Regions from separate parts of the Arabidopsis thaliana genome. Here region 2 is linked to region 1. Evidence: chromatin contacts called from public ChIA-PET data. All regions are on one chromosome and are shown on one strand. The core of a region is the stretch at or near the end of the contact, and the rest is flanking DNA. Distances in the headings are between cores, read along the strand shown.

The links. ChIA-PET counts read pairs in DNA pulled down with a chosen protein or histone mark.
Region 2: a contact with region 1 is called in an H3K4me3 ChIA-PET map of shoot, with 15 read pairs. The contact joins the promoter of AT5G56160 here to the promoter of AT5G56040 in region 1. A contact is called at or near these places in 4 of 26 Hi-C or Micro-C datasets (callus, leaf, root and 1 more), 1 of 2 datasets of contacts at active chromatin or transcription factors (shoot) and 1 of 3 other capture datasets (seedling).

Annotation. Positions count from the first base shown.
Region 1 is chr5:22,691,096-22,697,662 of TAIR10.1, reverse strand. AT5G56040 (Leucine-rich receptor-like protein kinase family protein) reads right to left here and starts at 2,840. Exons shown (of 2, transcript NM_001037003.2): 1 at 1-2,840. The coding sequence starts at 2,613.
Region 2 is chr5:22,729,059-22,735,625 of TAIR10.1, reverse strand. AT5G56160 (Sec14p-like phosphatidylinositol transfer family protein) reads right to left here and starts at 3,661. Exons shown (of 15, transcript NM_124998.4): 1 at 3,473-3,661; 2 at 3,176-3,249; 3 at 2,806-3,088; 4 at 2,623-2,722; 5 at 2,272-2,538; 6 at 2,114-2,191; 7 at 1,856-1,960; 8 at 1,722-1,771; 9 at 1,507-1,606; 10 at 1,327-1,425; 11 at 1,154-1,252; 12 at 964-1,081; 13 at 522-859; 14 at 366-431; 1 more. The coding sequence starts at 3,182. The coding sequence ends at 246. UBC30 (ubiquitin-conjugating enzyme 30) reads right to left here. Exons shown (of 5, transcript NM_180867.3): 1 at 6,383-6,567; 2 at 5,801-5,893; 3 at 5,502-5,629; 4 at 5,258-5,362; 5 at 4,311-4,805. The coding sequence starts at 5,870. The coding sequence ends at 4,662.

The DNA.
Region 1 (6,567 bases), core at 1,591-4,090:
ATGAAGATAAGCTAGTGCATGTGCAACGCCTAAAACGACGTCGTAACGTGCTTCCCAATCAGCTCCTCCACTTCCTTTACCGGCACCGTGAAGCAGAGAGCTTAAACTTCCGTTAGGAAGATAATCATAGAACAAAAGCTTCAGATTCCGATTCGAACACCAACCCAAAAGACGGATTATGTTCCTATGTCGAATCGATCCAAGAGTGTTGATCTCTGAGTTAAACGCTCTGTTTTCTTCCTTTGACCACATTTTCTTCACAGCTAAAGTTTCACCGGACGGGATTGTGACTCTGTAAACTACACCGGAGCTTCCAGTTCCGATCACGTTAGCTGAAGTTAAGTTCTTGACGATGTCGTCGATGGAGAAATCGAGTTTCTGATAAAGAGTCACTTCCCAAGAATCTAACTCCTCTTGTTTTCCGGTGATTCGTTGAGCTTTGACGAGAGTGTAAACCGCCATGAGAACAAGAACGACGCTTGCTGCTACGAGGATCGACATGGTTACTTTGACAGCCGAACGGTGTCGGGTTTGGATCCCATTCTCGGGTCGGGTCGAAATAAATAGCCCTTTGTTTGATTCAAGAACAGAGAGTGGAAGTTTCCTGAAAAACAGAGTATTTGGTAACTCGCCTGAGAATTCGTTGAAGGAGATGTTGAGTGAGACGAGGTTCTGTAGATCAGCTAAGACGTTTAGGTTTCCGGCGAGTTTGTTGTGAGAGACATCGAGGGTTCCGAGATTAGTGAGGCTAGAGAATCTCGACGGGATCTCTCCGGTGAAGTGATTGCAGCTGAGATTTAGAGAGATCGCAAGAGACGGGATCCGTCCTAACTCGTTAGGGATTTCTCCGGTGAAGCCATTGTCGCCGAGGTTGAGAAGCTGAAGACTCCGACAGGAAGATATCTCTCGAGGGATTTCGCCGGAGAAACGATTCTTCGCGAGATTGAGCTTCGTGAGTTCGGTTAACGATCCGATTCCGGTTGGTAGAGAACCGGTTAATGAATTATCGGATAAATCAATGAATTGTAAGCTCTTCGGAAGTGTACCGGGTAAACCACCGGTTAAACCGTTTGAATGTAGATCGACGAATTCGAGACTTGTACAACCGGAGATCTCCGGAGGAATGTTTCCGATGAGACGATTCTCACTTATATCGATGAAGTTGAGATTTTTCAGATTCCCAATCTCCGCCGGAATATTCCCCGCGAGTCTGTTACCGTTGAGTCTTAACCGGTAAAGATTCGTGCAGTTTCCAATATCCGGTGGTATGAATCCAGATAAGTAGTTAGAGAGAAGAAGAAGCTTCGTGAGGTTTCGAATCTCAAAGATTCCATTAGGTATCGAACCAGAGAGATTGTTGTAGGAGAGATCAATCGCTTGAAGCTCTTGACATTGAGAAAGAGACTCTGGAATTATTCCGGTTAACTGATTCTGCCACGCAAAGAACATCGTCAAGCTTGTTAATTTCCCGATCAACGGCGGAATCTCGCCGGAGATTTGGTTGTTATCGATCTCTAAATGCGTCAACTTCGTGCAATTCGCGAGTTCTTCAGGGATTGTACCGGAGAGCTGGTTAACACTTAGCTGAAGCTCTTGGAGATTTGGAAGGTTTCCGAAGCTTCTTGGGATGTTTCCGGTGAGGAGATTTTCCGATAAATCGACGAGGAAAAGCTCCGGACAGGTGCCTAGCTCGGTAGGGATCTTTCCGACGAGATTGTTTTGCCATAAGAGAAGACTTTGAAGCTTCTTGAGACGTCCCATTGATACAGGAATCGATCCAGAGATTGAGTTTTGGTACAAGTAGAGGTTTTGAAGCTCTGTGCAGTTTCCAATCTCATCAGGGATTGGACCAGACAAGAGTGACGTGTAAAGAGCTATTGTCTGAACCTTTTTCAGGTTTCCGATCGACGCCGGAAGTCTACCGGAGAGACTTGTTTCGGCGAGACCTAAAGTCACAAGACTCTCGCAGTTACCAATCTCCCAAGGAAGCTCTCCTCTGAGATTCTTGTTACCACCTGCACGGAAGATTTCTAGATTCTTGAGTTCTCCGATGGTTCTAGGAATCTCTCCGGCGAGTTTATTGTCGAAGAGAGTGAGCTCGATGAGGTTAACGAGATTCCCTAACTCCGATGGAATCACACCTTCGAGATTATTTGTGTTGAGAGACAGAATCTTTAGTTTCTTGAGCTTGAAGATATCCACAGGGATTTCACCAGAGAGAGAATTATCAGCTAAATCAAGAACTTCTAGCTCCGACAAGTCTCCAAGCTCCTTAGGGATTGAACCAGTGAGATTCACGGAGGTTAAGCTGAGCAAAGTCAGAGACTTTATCTGTCGGAGATTCGTCGCCGGTAACGGACCTTGAAAATCCATGACTTGGAGTTGTATCTCCGAGACTTGACCTCTTTCGTTGCATTTGATTCCCACCCATTGACAAGGATTCGATTCGGAGGCTTTCCAAGAAGATAAAGCGTCTCCGGAGATGTTCAACTGAGATTTCCATGAGAGGAGAGCTAGACCCTGTTCGTCTATGGAAAAACAGGGGATGGAGAAGAAAAGAGAGGAGTGAAAAAGAAGGAAGAGGAAGAAGCAGAATCTAGGGTTACGTGGCATTGGTGAAGAGGGAGAGGAAGAAGAAGAAGTGAGAGATAGAGAGAGAGGTGCGTTGGGATTGTGAAGCGAAGAACCCCATGGATTTGGTTTTTACTTTGATTTTATAGAAATATATAAAAACAGAGCAAACCAAAGGAGAGAGAGAGAAGAAGAAGTAGTAAAGGAAGATCTGGATCCCAAAAAGCACCTCTACCTTTTTCCCTTTATTATTATTTTCCAAACAATGTCACTTTATTTTTTCACCATTATTTGTTTGTGAACAAAACAGAATTATATAAGTTGAAAATTAAATAAAAATATAGATGAAAAGAGTGGTAAATTATATTTATTCCTTTTCTTGTAAGTGGATTTATCTGTGGTAAATGCTTCTAGATGAGGCATGCTGATAATATTATTCATAAATGGTAAAAAAAAAAAACTCCTATAGATCTAACTATTACATAGTCATAAATCATCTAAGAAAATTAGGTTATCAAATTCAGAAAATGACATGTTAGAATTGGCCCTATTATTTGTTATTTCTGGATTGTTATCTTTTAAGAAACAAAAGGAAGATAACGTTTACTCAGATCAATAATGACTTCTAGACTTCTAGTTACTAATAATGATATTTGTTGAATGCTACTACTAGTAGTACTACTACTACCTATTATTGATAAACGACGCATAACATAATTGGGGTTTTCTAATGCTTCGAAAGAAACATTTAGATAATTTGGATTGTGATTATTTGTTTTTTTTTTTGTTTACTTTGGGAGAGTCTGAAGTGGCTATATAGTGGTAAAAATGAGATTAGTAAATAACTGAAAGAAAGATGGAGATATCTACTTTGGATTTCTGATATATAAATTATTAAATTAGTAGTTGAAACATGGAATCTTGAAGAGTGTGAAATGCACATGAAAGCTAGGAATTTATGTGAAAGATTAATTAAATTTACTAATGCTCATCTCTGCTAGCATTGTCGGTCCATTTCATTCGCTGTAATTATCTGTTTATATCATACGTATGCTAATACTAATTAATATCCATATACATATATACACTTGCTCATACATATATTGAATTAAGATGAAGGTGTTTTAGATCCAATTTCTTGGACTGGAAATTTAGAATACTGATTAGAAAAATTAAAAAGGAGGAACTGGACAAAACAAAAAGATTATGGAAAAGATAAAGTAAACTAAAATTAAGATCATGGGTCAAGCATCATTAGGTCAAGAAGATTATATATAAAGATATAACACCACACCTCAAGTCACATGCCATAGTAGAATCAAAAGATTAAATATGTATCAATAGATATGTAGAGAGATGGTTATGCATGTGCATATCTATACACATAGTAAAGTGAGAGAAAGCATTTCGACAACATGGTTTTATTCTGCAGGTATTTAATTATGGAATAGTGTGTACTCTAATTACCGTAAATTTCACTTAAAAACTGGTGATGTTAATCATATATTGATGTAATATGTTTCGTAATATGTAACTTTTGTTGTAAGTTAGAGACAACAGATATTCTTTCATTTTAAAGAGTTACATTAATGGTAAGCAAGTAACAAAGTTTCTTTCTCACAAAAATACGAATATCTCTTGGGGTCTACCACATTTACATGAAATGTACATACTAAATCATTTGCATAAACAGTACTAGTGTGTCTAAATCATTCTCAGGCGCACCGTGGTACAAATGACCTCAACTTTAAGACCAAAAGTTTTGCTAACGCTTTGAATTCGACGTATGTACATATTTCGTGTGAGGCATTTCATCATTTGGACTAAGCTCCAACGTTTTGTCAACCCTTGATCTATAACTTCTTTCTTTGGTTTATAACTTATGGAGTATTTGTTTAGTTTTAATAAATAAATAAGAGAGTCATACCAAAATAAAATTAAAATAAGAGACGAACATGTGTGGGGAGAGTTAAATGAATATGGTCCATAAAGAGGAAAAATAAAAGGGAAAACAATAAGCCAAAAACCAACAAACAAGAAGGAAGTAAAGAGACAGCAAAAGATGCAAGAGAAAAGACAAGTACCCAACTGTATTTTCCAAACTTGTTAAAATTTTGATTTCTTTCTCAAATCTTATGATTATCATTAAATGGTCCATATTGTTCTTTTGTCTATCGCATCTATCGTTATTTGAATTAGTGTCGTCGACAATTAATGACTGTTATAGCTAAGCAGCTTCCAAATTATACATGTTCACATATGTATGCAATGAAGGGTGATGGTTTTTATTATAATGAAGTGTGATGGTTTTTCTTACTTTTAAGAAAGTTAATAGTGATGATAACAATTAAGATAAATTAAAAGATGTAGACTTGATTACGACAATGGAACAAGATCTGGATCTATATCACGTTTCGATTAGGTCAGAGATCTCACCACATGATGATAGAGCAATAGAAAATACGTCTAGGGATATATATATAAGCAACTAAGGATAAATATTACTAAGTGAGTGTTATAAATTACTAATTAAGTGGATCTGATCGATGATTATGATGGGCAATTTTTTACTTAGTTTTTTTTCTTTCTTTCTGCTAATTAAGTATATACAAGCATTTGTCTGTATCAATTTTATAAATTCAATTATAATAATAAAAACTGGTCCACTGTGGGGTATTTAGTAGCAGAAGCAGTCCAAGAATGTAGTGGCAGAAGTGTGAAAAGAAGTGGGCATCGATCAAAACTACTTATTTCTTTGTTAATTTGTCGATCCAATGAATATAACATATATTATGGTTGATCATGATAATGCTACGTCTTATGAGTGGCCATGTTGATAAAATTCCATTGGTTGTAACCACTCATACGACTACGAAGACACTGTAGTAAGAAAACCATTTAGATACTTGCTGATAATATGGAAAACCAACCAATCCAAAAAAGAGGAAATTTTCTAATATTAGTATTTAGAAAAGGCGAATAATTAGATTCATGCTTAAATTAATGTGGACGACGAATCACATAGTCAATATATAATCAAAGCTCATACACATTTCAAATCGAAAAACAAAATCCAAATATATGTGATGTACCATTTAGTGAAATTATACAGAAGAAGATTATGAGCCATGGAATGTTTCAACTATGAAAAAAACTAATCCACACGCACATAGGAATATGATGATTTCTTTCGTCGAGGACATATAGGATGATATTGTTAGATAAAACTTTTTATTACTAATTTGGGACATCTCCATATCAAGTGTGAACCCTATTATATATAGTTTGTAGTGTATAATTGATTTAGGAAAGTGTATATTTACAAAAACTGATATATATGCATGAATGTATGTAAGTAGACATTTTGTGTTTGTAGGTATGTATATGATGTGAAATGAGATGGGGCCAATGATAATGAGATATGGCTTTAAGAGGGAAATCATAATAGTGACCTTTTTTGTGATGACAACAACCACACGTGCTCTCATTCCTTCTACCAAAGGATTGCCTCTCGCCTTCGTTGCACCTTTTTTCCTCCAATTATTTCAGAACCAAATGATATTTCTCAATCCTAGTTTTTAGATCGAAACTCAAAACTCTTTCTTTTTAACTTCATTTCATTGATGTTATGTAACTCTCTTTTAGTTATCGCAAGTACTTCATTGTTAACATTCTCTGTAGAGACCAAAGCAATCTATAACTTTTGTAACTTACTTGATAAAAAACCAACAATCTAAAGTGAGAACTATATAGGATGTAATAAGAGAAATATATGTTAAAAGAAAACACATAACTCAGTTGAAACTCAATTTCATGAAAACATCCCTAGTCTTAACTAAACTGACTAGAGAGTTAACTTTGTTACTTTTAAGTTTTAAAAATTAAAAGAGGCACACCATTTAACTCTTGGTCAAAAAAATATGTTTTGGAAATATATAATATGAGTTTATATATGTATTCACCTTTCACTCTTTTTCTTCGTCCTTTAATCCTTTT
Region 2 (6,567 bases), core at 2,412-4,911, 37 kb before region 1:
TTGTTAACTACGAGTTGTAACTGAATGTAAACAAGTAGCTAACCAACATGTACATTATTCCAACTTTATTTCATAATTATGTAAGCTCTTGGTACTAGTAAATTAGAGAGTTTCAACTTTCAAACATAAACCGCGATGTTTGTTCCTCACTCGGAAATTTAAACAAACTTTACAATAGACCAAAATAAAACCAAAGGTCTACGTATATAATTGTCTTTTTGTCCGTTTAGTTATGACCAAGAGCTTCAGAAACAGCATCCTTTTCTTCGCTGCCAACATAGAAAATCAGAGTCTCAATCAACCGAACGCATAAGTTTAGATAATCAAATATAAACCGAAACTTAACCCAAAGTGAGTGGGCTTACTTCTTCGTCTTGAGATTCAAGCTGTTCTGTAATCTGAAGTTGTTTTGTTAATGTTATATGTAATACCTGAAAACACACACACAAAAAAAGGAGTTACAATATATGATAAAACGTTTACAAGCTTCTTATAAGATCAAGTTCGAGAGGGTTACGTACTGATTTCGTTTTGTCGAGATCGAGTTCTAGAGACTTGATCCTCTCCAGAGATTCTGCTAATAGCTTCTCATTTGCTTCTGGGATTTTTACTTGTTTTCTACTGATCTCTGTGAATTCTTTCTCCATCTTCTTAAGACGATCGAAACACTCAAGAACCTTGTTGTTTGTCGACGAATCTGGGACAACGACTGTGTTCTGTCTTTGCCAGTATCCAGGTAATAGGAAACCAAAGAGAACAAATAGCTTCAGTGGAAAAACTAGTAGTATTTTCACCAAGTGAAAGATGTTCTCGCTGTTGATTTTCTCTCTAAGAGCACCAAACCGTAAAATCTGACCACCTGAAACGTGTTAATGATCATTTTGAATATACAGTAGCGATTACAATCCATGTGAAACAGAACATTAACGAAACTATGTAACAAGGCATGAAGAAAAGAAACACCTTCTCTTACAGATGTATTTGCGAAAGTGTTTTCAGTATCCGCGTCAAGTAATTGGGATTGAGCCGATTCTATAGATTCCACGGTAGTAATGAATTTATCACCGTCTGATGTACTAGCCTGCACGAAGAGGCTTAGTCAAAAACCAATCTATATAAAATGTTTTGAGAAACAAACAGGGTCAAAAAGCACCTTATCAGAGAGTGGAGGAACTATACAAGTGTGCATTGAAGATCTGGACCCAGTGGAAGAGTAATATTCTTCAGGTTCTGGCTCTTCTTTCAAAGTTTCCTGACAAGAATTAAAGTTACTACATTGTATGGAAGATAAAGATAAAACCTCTTAAATTAATGGAGTAAGCTCACTTTAGGCGAGATCGTGCAAGTGGTAGAATCATAATCTCTTACATGAAGAGGAGCTGTTGTTGTTTGCGGTACATTATTTACTTCCATGTGATGAACGAGCTGTAAAACAAGACAACAATAATATTAGTTCAACTTACCAAGATAATTGATTCTTATAAGCAAAAACAAAAAGGGACATGCCTCAACTATTTCAGGATCATTCCAGGGTCCTTTGTTAGACCTCAAGCACCCTCCCTCGTTAGGACATTTGCATAAGCCTCCCAAGAATTCTGGAAGTTGACTGTACAGAGAGGAAAGAAAAGCAATAAATACTAATGTTAGCATGCCATAACCAAAACTTGAATGAGGCTATCTACAAAACAAAAACTCTATGAGGTGAGCTATAAAAAATTAACCTGGAATCAATTGCTTCAAGTAACTTTGACAAGGACCTTGGCTCCAAAACCTAAGTAACACAAGTAATGAGTGGTTGCTAATAACAGAAACGAGGATATATACTTAAAAGTAAAACCAGAGCGATAGTCATTACTTGTATCTTTGCAATAGTCATCGGATCAAGAAGCTTCTGTGCGGCAGGCCAAAGAAAACTCCTGAATCCAATCCCTGCATTGACAATGAACATTCGGTGCAAAGTCTGCAAGAGTCAGAGACCATGATTACAAACTTTTAGAGCAACCGAAACATCCATGTCCACTTGGCTCATTGGATTCATCACAAATATTATCCCCTTTTATACTTGGAGTAGAGCTTCTAGTACAAAAAGTGTATTCATCAAAGAGTTAAGTACCTCAGGGTAATAATTGCAATCAACTTTAGCAATGGTGGCCAGGAGATTAGCAGCGGTAGGAGTAAAGTTCTTCATACCCTGAACAACCACAAGAGCAATATTATAATTCAAGAAAAACCATGTGGTTCCTTTAAAGCATCTACATGAGTTTACCATACCAGGCCTTCAACATCTAGTATTGTAGTAGTTGTAGTAACTCGTCTCTTAGCTGCAACTGAACACGCAGGTAGCTTCTCTTGAAGTGTCCTCTCGAATTCTTGAACATGGTACTTCAAGTATCGCTCTATAGTAGTAACCTCCATAAGTTTACCAGGATGAGCTTTTCCAAGTCTCTCGATATAAATAGGTCTCCCATCTTTATCAACTCCATGATACCCTTGAGGATAGTGCCTTGTCACTTCATCCAACTCTTTGAAATTGAAATCCTATTTTATCAATTTGTAAAATGTTGTTAGTTCCACAGCAAGATGCTACTACTCTGAAACCACAGCTGAAACCATATCTCGTACCTGTATAATGCGATCGGTTCCAAATTCTTTCCTCCATTTAAGCATTTCCTCCCATGCCGTGACAGTTTTCTCGATTTTGAATTCCATTGTTTTCAGAAACCTACACAGAGACACAAATAAAAAAGTCTTCAACTTTCCAGTTGTATATAAGAAAAGAAGGAACTTTGGTAGCTCATTTCATACCTCAACAACATATGATAATCATCATGTACTGGAGGCAACAAATCTTTCTGAAGAAGTTGTTGACGCAATTTAGAAACAAGCTTCTCCTCTTTCTCATCTCTAACATCTTCAATCAAAGGAATCTGGAAATCGATTTTACGTTTGCCTTTTCTCATCTTCAAAGGATGTGTAAGTTTAGTTGAACAACTAAAAGCCTTCTTCTTCAAATTCCCAATTCTAGAACGCCGTGGCTCTTCTTCTATGTACTCAGAATCTGATAGTTTCTCTCCTGTTTGTTCTCGACCTGTAGCAATATATTCCATATACATCAAAAACGAAGCTAATTTCACAATCATTTCACTGATCGATTTTATCTCTTCTCAAAATTTACCTGACATTCTTCAGAATCAAGTTCAAGTTCTTCAAACGCGAAATTCACGAACTGTAACGGATAGAATCTCTCCTCTGAAGCAAAATTTAAAGGTCGAAATCAAAACTCCGAGACCTAAAAATTCCTCCAAAAGGAAGGAAAAGCAATGCAGAAGGAAATCGACAAAAACCCTAATGAATCCTTAAAGTGTTTAACGAAAGGTAAATTACAAAGAGAGAAGATATCTAAAAATAGGAAGAATAGTTTGTAACAGAGAGAAAAAGCCAAGGAGATAAAGATGGCGATAGACAGTTATACCTCTTTCTATATACAGAGAGATCTGTAGAGAGAGACAATCAAATAGATTCCAGAATCTAAAATTTCTCAGATGATCTGTAGAGAGATTTGAATTTTGAGAAAATTAAGAGGATTTTGGTGCACTCTGTTTCTTTTTAAAAAGTATTTGAGGGCTCTGTTTTCTTAACACCATGAAATGGCCGACATGTCTCATTCCAAGTTTTATTAACTCCTTCCACGCCTTTCTTTTTTATATGATTGCATCAATCCGACGTCGTTTTGGTTTATGTGAATCGAATCGACGTCGTTTTGGGATCAATTTGGTAATAAATTGCTTGCGCACGTTTTCTTCTGCGGTTTTTGCATCGCGTGTATTCGTGTATTTCGCATTAACTGTTGAGTTACACTGTTACCTCATGCGTTTCTTTCTTAAATGTCATCAATATTTGAAGCTTCGTATGGTCGACCAAACTTAACCGAATTCAACATTTTGATTTAAATTTATAAACACTTCTTCTTCGAATTTATTTATTTCCCCCCAAATAATCACTTGTTTCTGATGCACATCAGACCTCACCCAACCAAAAACGCGTTCTAATGGTGAAGTCACACGGAATTCATTTTTTTATTTAACAGCTATATACATTATGTATCTTTGTCAGCTATGAAAAAGACCGAATAAGTAGCTAAATTCGTAAACCAGTTAAATATAACTTGTTCCAAACCCAATTTGAAATTTTCAAATAAAAAAGAAAGAGAAAACCGTACAAATGGATCAAGTCAATAGTCATATTCAGTTGTTATTCTATTCTCAAGACTTTTATAGTAGTTTGCCAATAGGAATCTAACACCGTATAAACTTGTCACGATCACCAAAATGTGTTGGTCCAACTCCAATCTAATTTCACAATCACTATTATGCGCAAATGTTTTATTATCTGCAAACTTATGTGATATTCTTCTACACTACTAGCAAGGGACTCATCATGATAGCGGATTATTGGCTTAAAAGCATTTGCAAGATCTCAATGTTTCAAATAAGGCATAAAGCTCATGTACACACCCAACACACAGCTTCAAGATATAATTAAAAAAAAAAAACTAATAAGCAAAAGTAGCCAAAGTAAAAGCCAAACTGAGTTTTTTTCTTTCTTTCTTATTTCTCCTGTTTAATACGCAATGTACTGGTGGTGGGTATTATTGCTTGTTATCATCCCATTGCATACTTCTGAGTCCAGGATTGAGCTGTGGACTCGTACTTGACTCGGTCTGTCTTGTAGATGTGCGCTATTTCAGGAACCAAAGGATCGTCAGGGTTTGGATCCGTCAGCAATGAGCATATCGACAGAAGAACCTGCGGAAATTGCACCACCAACTTTAGTTCTTCAGCTTATATGCAAATAAAAGATTATCATTGTCTCGCTAATGAGAGTCATTAAACAAATTAAATCTAGATAACATGTCATCAACAGCGATAATGAAGGCCTTTAAACATTATAACATAATGTAACACTCCTATTAAAAGAGATAACTAGAATTTACTTGACTAATCCATATCACAGCATTTAGACAAGGGTACAAATAACAGAGCTCAATCTTTTATGATAATGGCCTTGACTATATCCAAGGGATTGCGATGTTGTTTGTTCATAAAACCAATGTAAAGAGAGGTTGGTCAAAGAAGATAATCACATCAGAGAACGAACTAAGACATGACCATTTAACTAAGACATGGTCACAAGAAGGTGTGGTGGAAAATAGACTAATGCTATACTAAAAAGTAAGGAAGTGAAACAATTTGATCACCTTGGATACGGTAAGTGCAGGGCTCCACTGCTCTTTCAGAATGTCAAGACAGATACTTCCATTACTGTTGATGTTTGGGTGATAAACCTTGGTCCGGAAGGCAACCTGCATCATAAACAATGAAGGTTTATTGCCACAAAAAGCCTACTTGATTGAACACTCTCTCTAAATCATAATGGTGTGGATGAACAAATTCATTAAGCTACACAAATAAACATAACAAAAAACAAAAAACTTCTGTTACCTTTGGTGGCTTGAAAGGGTAATCTGGTGGGAAGTGAATGGTAACAAGAAACACACCTCCGGCAAACGGGCTATCTGCTGGACCCATGATAGTTGCTTGCCATTGGAACATATCATCTCCCGTAGGACCTAATAACATCACCAATTCATTAAAATCTAAATAGCTCATAATGTATCTTAAGGACAAAAAAAAAAACATTCTCCTAAAACTGATTCTGAGGTTAATGCTACATCATCTACTGAATCTATCAAAGTGGTTCTTTAAATTTCACAGTAGATATCATAGATTAAAACACTCACCTGCACTGCAGGACACAGGAGGATCTCTTTGCAAGTCCCTAAGCTCTTTGTTAATTCTTTTCGACGCCATTGAATAGTCCTAGCTTCTGCTAGCTAGGAACAAAATCAAATCAAAAAAATTACTATACTGCTACAAGTACAGATGCAAAAGCAGTACACAGCAAAAACCAGTTAACATATGGAGCAAGAACATAGCTATCCTAAAAGGAAAGACTTTATGCAAATCAGCTTTGATAATTAGCCTAAGATACACCTCCTGAAGAAATCAACCAGAAAAATCTCGAAATCAAACACTCAAGCCCAAGAGACAATCCGATCAGAATTCGATCAAACAGAGAGAAAATCAACGAACAATTCAGAAACAGATCAAGCAATTACGCATCAGTTAAAGGTAAATCATCAGAAGTAGGTACGAGAATATTCTAGAACCAAGATAACAGAAAAAACACATGGATCGACGCAAGGAAACAAAACCGCGAGAGAATCAAACGACGAAGATCAAGAACTGGGAAACGAATAAACCCTAAGAGTAACGATGATTCAAATCGAAATCGAGATTTATCGGAGCTAATTTTGACCTACCTTTTGTTCGGTTTCTAGGGTTTTGGATTTGATGATCTTCGGAAATCTCAAGGGGTTGTTTTGAAGATGAAACTTGTTAGCATCGATACGGTTTATATAGATTCCTCTCTTTCGAGCGGTGAAGCTTTGCCACGTAGCGAGCTAGATTCTGTACTTATGGGCTATAATAAGGCCCAATCGTTTAC